Linked DNA regions of Bombyx mori: region 1 is linked to region 2. Evidence: chromatin contacts called from public Hi-C data. All regions are on one chromosome and are shown on one strand. The core of a region is the stretch at or near the end of the contact, and the rest is flanking DNA. Distances in the headings are between cores, read along the strand shown. Region 1 overlaps LOC101737740 (patronin). Region 2 holds the start of LOC101737740 (patronin).

Region 1 (3,252 bases), core at 548-3,047, 37 kb after region 2:
GACATATAGAGTTAGTGCATACGATTAGGCACTAACTGTTTTATAGCTTATGACCCGAATATACCCATTTTTACTGGTGTAGATGGTCAGGTGGGTTCACCTGGCGGTAGGCGATCTCGTGAAGTCGATGTTTGACGTAATCGAAATATTACATGGTACTAATATTATTCCACGCGTTATGGGCGTGCATTTAAAGTTTAACAGCGAATTTCATTCTGTTGCTTAATTAATACAGCTCTGACAATTTATAAATATAGGCATGTGATTGTGTAAGTGTAGTTAATGCAACGGTCGTTTAAAAATATCGGAATTCGATTCAACTTCGGTCGCTTTTGATGCAGAGTTACGTTTTATACAAGTAATGTGTGTCGAATAATAACGTTTTTGTTTGTATTTAAAAAAAAAAGCGTTGTCGAATCCTTATTTTTTACGGTTCTGTATGATCTATTACCGATTCTGTCACCGATCGCGGCTGAAGTCTCAAATCGTTTTTATTAACGGTTGACACGCCCTTCAAAGCCGAACGCATAAATGATTTGCTTCAGTTTGGATTTTATGTTTTTGAGGTTTAGATCAATAGCTTTAAGGGTGGCACCTATAATACCTACGCCACGCCATTCTGACATCCAACAAATTGAATCACTACTTTACAAGCCTTAAAATCAACTAACGATCTCTTCAGCCTTATCCAATCATGCTCCAGGTGCCCATGTCCGCTGTCCTTTGCTTTTCTACAAAAGTTGACCGATGGCTTGTAGGAGGTTCAAATAATTAAATTGCAACCGACAAAAATGTAATAACCTAACACAATTTTAAACTTAAATGGACCGTAAGTGTTCGCTTGACGACACAATTTACAATAATACAACACAAGGAATTGTCTCAGTATTGTAAATCCCAATAAAAACTGGATCAAGAAGTGTCTTGAAGAGTTAGGTATCTACGGATATAGGACGCGACCTGACATTGATCCACAAAGGTCCGCATAAAGATTTCGTTCGTTTATTATTCGCATATTTAGGTTTGTCATGCTGAAGAGAAATCGGAAATTTTGTTTTTACCTGATAGAACAATGATACTGTGGAGAAATTACGAAATATAATAACGTTTAATTGCAATTTTATCACATGATTATTTAGTGCGTACTTACCCTTTATACTATTATAGTTAGACACAGATGTAGTTTTACTGGTGGTACCACTATCCTGTCTATTCCTCTTACAGAGCAGTCACAGGGAACACTGTTTGAAGGAAGGACAACCGCTAAACAATACAACTGAGACTTCAATCTCATGTTTCACGGTGGATGACGTACATATTCACTTTGTTATGTCTATTGGCTCTGGTAACCATTTAAAACGGGGCGATCCGCGTGCGAAGTTCATCCATCTATACCAGGGGTTCCCAAACTTATTTTGTCTGCTGCCCACTTTGAGAATAAATTATTTCTTAGCGCCCCTATTTTTTCAGGTACTTAAAAATCACTATAGCCAGAGCCTAGTCGGTGTCTAAGAATGCTAGATAAAATTACAAATCGCCTCTCAAGCCTCTACACACCACCCCCATTTTTTTTCTGGGTCTCTTACTGTCCCCCTTTAGGCTTGCAGCGCCCATAATTGGGCGTTATCGCCCACTTTGGGAAAGGCTGATCTATGCGAATAATAAAATAAAATTTGCGTTAATGTTTTTTGATTTGATGTTTCAGGACTTGGAACACTTGAAGCCACCTATATGCGGCGGTTTGGCCAACGCGGAGCTGTACTGCCTGGCGCTGGCCAACATGTACTCGGATCCGAACTACCATAGCCTCAACCATTGGAACATCCTGCAGACCCTAGTCAGGAAGGGAATCGACGTTCCCGACCCACCCGACTGCGCGCTCACCGAAACAGTTTTAATTCAAACGAATCCGCTAAAAATGGTGAGAATTGAAATTCAGATTTATTTATAACTAACTAGTTGTCCCCTGGTAGTCGAAATTCGTCTATAATTAATTGAAATTATAAGTTTGTACACTATTATGATTCTATTGTCAAAGACTATTATACTTCTATAATCACTGATTTCGCCAAGACTACACTTTAGACAAATATTAATAAAGACAAACAATATTATTCTATTCTCAATTTGACTACAGATTATAAGCAATAAGAAAAGTTTGACAGTAACCAAGTAGTATGCATGCGTGTGTGTGTCAAATACATGGTAGTTTGCTAATGTTTTTTTATTGATTTTATGCATTTTTTATGCATAATATAAAAAAAATATTAACATTCTGCACTCCTTCTCTATATTCTCTATAAGGGTGCGAAATTTTATCCTCCGTCCGCGCAATTTTCGTAAAAAGCTGTACAAAGTTTTTGCTTCACGTATTAATATATTTAGAAGTTATAAAAGAAAAAGGTCTGGTACAAATAGTGATAAATTTATTTAGTAGTGGCAAAACTATACGGAAAACTAACTAGATTAAGGTGGTGCCTGTATCTTGGCAACCACAAAAACTATTGTATAAAAAAATTGTAGAAATATGTAAGTAATAATGTTTAATGAATTAAGTCGTCACGATATATGTATAAAGTTTTGTCACGTGATATAAAAGTGCGTTCTACTTTCTTGCCTTGATCTCAATGAAGTGGAGTGTGTGATATTTCTCCGGTCGCCCGGGTTTCTTGGAAACTGAAGGCATAATAGGTATTAGTTGGAGGAGTCGTTAACTATGATAATGGTAGTGTCGATGAGGAATTCGTGACAGTAGCTCAATACAGCTCTGAAGATCGTTCACATATCTTAGAATATTTGAGTAAAGATTTATCATGTAAAATGCTCGGACGGCCCTACGTTAATTTTATAAATATACTAGACGAACATCGAGTAACCGCTCGCATTAAATTTATAATTTAGAATTAAGAAAACGCGTTGCATTCTACGACGACAAAGAATTGTTTGTTAAAAAGAAACATTGGTTCGCGGATAACAATTTAGTCATTTATTTAATAACATAAAGACAAACATTAAAGCATAGACAGTTACCGTAACCTAATTTTGATATCCATTTCTAACAAATTGCGTCACATTCTGCCCAAATCGATCGATTTATAAGTCCATTCGTAAATAAAATCCAGTCAGCGAATAAACTGTCGGGTTTTTTTATAGCTCATATACTCGGTGTTACCTGGGTCATGTCGTTCACCATTAAAAGTAACCTATGCGTTAATCCAGGTTATAAAGTGTCCGTAGCGGAATTTTCATCCT
Region 2 (3,541 bases), core at 979-3,478:
TTTGATTTGTGGCTTGACTCTGAACGCTCTCGAGATCTCGATCTACGCTTGTGTTTACTCTTTTTTCTTCGATCGTACGACGCATCCGAACTGCTTGAAGATAGTTTTCTCTCACGATATTTACTTTTCTCGCGGGGCATTTTCCTTGTCTTGTAATTGAGCTATAGGTTATCCCATACGGTACCTAACAATTTTATAATAAATTACCGTACGATAACCTCCACTCACTCAATGTTTTAAAGTTACTTCTTGATTATTGTTTAATACGTATGGCAACATGATGGCAACTGGCATTGATTTGTCATTTATGTCAAATGCCAATTGTGTCAATATATTTTTATATCGACGCTTGAAAGGCAAACGTGACTAAGCGACAATGCGTGAACTTTACAGTAGACTAATTTAAAGTTGAAATACCTGAAAACTAAATTTATTTTAACGAATCTAGCCGTAGTAGAATCTAGCTAGTAGCTGTAGGATTGAAATGATTTTAATAGACCTAGAAATATATTTTTTTTGCACATTGAATATGGTTATTGCCTATCATTTATGTACAAAGCAGTTATTGTCGCTTAGTCACTTTTGCCTTTCAAGCGTCGATATATTTTCGTATAAACACAGCATTTTAATCATAATAGGTTAAACGGAACAAGAACCACACAATATAATCTTTTGAAAAAAAGTTTCACTATAAGACATGTCTATTGTTTAATTAGTGAAATAAAACAGAAGAAATAAAATTAATGATGGATTTTTTATTATTTACATGTGTAAAATATCTCAGGGCCGACTTGATATACAATGGTTACCGAAGCCTAAATATATCCCAACATAAATGCTGAAAAATCCATAAACCCGTGTTGGGGTATGAGGTCGAAGTCTCAATTGTAGTCTGTCCCTCTTTCAAACAGGAAGACACGAATGGTTTATGGCAAAAATATGCAAGATGTATCTACCCGTGCGGGATTAAAACACACCATACCAAAAAAAACTTCCTATTGTCGATCGTAGAAGGATGGTGTTTCACTCAGAAAATGCACTTGCCAGTTCTCCCAGTCCAATTTTTCTCACATCCATGGGAAGAAGTAGGGTGGTTCTCTTCTAGGTCGACACCCAGACTGAATAGGTTAAATTAACTAAAAATGAAATGTGGAGGGATTAAAACCACCGTAGACGTTGAATGAGTTATTACGAAATAACTTTTAGTAAAATTGTAGGAATTTACTGAAGCTACATGGACATTATCCTTAGATACTAAAGTGCTAGCACAGATCCAACTATTTTATGAACTGACAATTTTACAAGTAGTATTTCGAAAAAAAAGTTAATTTTTAAAACAAAAGAATTTTTTAGAACTTTGCCAATCATGCTCCCGCAGAGAAATCTCGTGGCTGTTAGATTAGATGCAATTGAATTGTCAGGCAATAACATGGAGTTATTGCATGTTTTTCTGGACTTTTTGGCGGGAACGCGAAGAGTGAAGTTGTGTGATTTGTTTTATTTTGTCTATTTGGTTTTTCTTCAGGTTTAAATGTGTAATAACGGTGGCTTATTAACTGTTTAATATCTGTGAAAGTGCACAAATGTGGGAAAATAAAACAAAGCCGCTGAGTGTAACTTCTCGGGATCCTCCAAAAAGTCCACTGAAAAAATCTAGTTAAATGACCACCATTTTACTGAGATTATATTTCATCCCATATCATCTCATTTCATTTAATTTCATCCTAGTTGATTAATGTCTCATTAATTATCTTCATTTCATTTCATTTCACTCCCTATTATCATTTTTCATAAAAATAAGAATATAAATTAAAATAAGACATGACTTAGGACTTAGGTCTTAGTCACCAGGTCATAAAATCCTTTAAAAAAAATCATGTTTTTCTATTGGACAGGCAAAGGAATAGCCAACTTTGAATTATTTCTATTAGTTTTTTTTTTTCTAAAAGCGGATTTTGTCCAATTTTCTCATAGTATAGACATTGCCGTAAGTCGTCTTTTTTTTTATAAACATAAAGATAGTGAAAATACCTTCTATGTGTATCCCATTACTTCATCCTATATATTGTTACATTTATTTTCCACATTATGAAAAGGATAATGACGACAAACATCGTAAATTTATCTTAAAAATTTGAAAATCTACAATATTTACGGCAGTCATCACAGACAGACAAGTTCGAGTTTTTAAGATTTATAACTGTCATCGTTTGCAAACGAAAGAAAATCGGAACGTCGCGTGGGGTAGCGACCGTCAGTCAGCCTCGATGACGGAATGTGTGAAAATTATAAGATGGTGATCAACTGTATTTTGTATTTTGGCTATTGCAATTAAAAGTAGTGCTTTAATTTTATAAAAAAATGTGAAAAATGTGTTAAAGAGTGATCTCACACCATCCGAAATTTAAAATAAGTATAGTGAACTCAAGAGTGAATAGCTTGTAGGTGCAATCGTTGACATTGTTTCGTTAAAAATCTTTGAGCCCATCGAGATTGATATGTTTATACTGGTCCTGTGCGCTTCTTTGACACCTAGCATATGGCTTAAGAGATCCTGATGTTGCTGAAGTTATGGAGAAACTGGATATAACGAATGCCAACATGGAGGCTACAGACTTTGTAGACACAAAACAGGTGAGAACTGTTTGGCCAACTGCCGGTCTTTCAATAATTTCTTCCTCGACTCGTTTACGTTGCCTTGATGGTTGTGACAGTTTTGTCACAATATGTATAAAACCTTCACAAAATCCAACATTTACACTATTTCAAAAAGTTTTCGAGTTTGTAATTTTGAAAGAAAAAAAAAACAAATATAGGAAATCTAACAGTTGTGCGTTTAAGTATCACCTTTTAATATAAAAAAAAAAACTAAAGCTATGCAAGGTAAGAAGTGGGCGAAATAGTCTCAACCCACACTGAATAAATTATTGGTATAATGCTGTCATGAACTTTATTAGTCATGTCCAATACTACACTAAAATGATTGTCACATGTAATCCACTTGTGTAATATTGAAAAAAATAATCTAATTTCTATAAAACAGTCAAACAATATCTGTATCAATAATCACACTGTATAATATCATACTCATTATTAAAGCACAATATGTATGCAAAAAGATTCCAACCAGATCATAATGAAATAGGCGAAATATCTGATACCATTCATCTGAAAATCAAGTAAAGTATAAAGATGTTAGTAAAAGGACTAGGATAATTAGTAAAATTGCTTATTCAAAAGAAACTATTAACGTAACTATTAACTTAGTCTGCTCACAGTTGCATTGGCTGCGGGATTAAAGCAAACAAAAGAGTTTTATCTACTTGTTTAATGCCTTATAAACTTAAGAAAATTGTTTAATAAAAACCAAAATTAAATCACAACGATACTGAAAACATTCTTAACTGTTCTAAATTTGGCTATCAAAGTGATAACACACATTCTTATGTAAATGTTTGATAATAGAGTCACAAGAAATTCATTTGTTTTCTGTGAGATTAAGAGTGACTTCAACTCGACAGAGTGTATGAGCTTTGCATTC

What was found. A called contact is a pair of places that touch in the nucleus more often than the background predicts.
Region 1: a contact with region 2 is called in a Hi-C map of whole pupa, with 2.9 times the contacts expected there. The contact joins the enhancer-like site here to the promoter of LOC101737740 in region 2. A contact is called at or near these places in 3 of 7 Hi-C or Micro-C datasets (midgut and whole pupa).

Annotation. Positions count from the first base shown.
Region 1 is chr4:16,096,409-16,099,660 of ASM3026992v2, forward strand. LOC101737740 (patronin) reads left to right here. Exons shown (of 26, transcript XM_062668373.1): 3 at 1,706-1,921. Among protein-coding and RNA genes, the nearest start is that of LOC101737740, 37 kb to the left of the region's middle. Within about 2 kb of position 1,798, at least 2 of the 8 cell types and tissues checked have open chromatin away from gene starts, as enhancers often do.
Region 2 is chr4:16,058,558-16,062,098 of ASM3026992v2, forward strand. It overlaps LOC101737740 (patronin), which reads left to right and starts at 2,229. Exons shown (of 26, transcript XM_062668373.1): 1 at 2,229-2,634. The coding sequence starts at 2,572. It overlaps LOC101737876 (splicing regulatory glutamine/lysine-rich protein 1), which reads right to left and starts at 314. Exons shown (of 3, transcript XM_004930818.5): 1 at 1-314. The coding sequence starts at 140.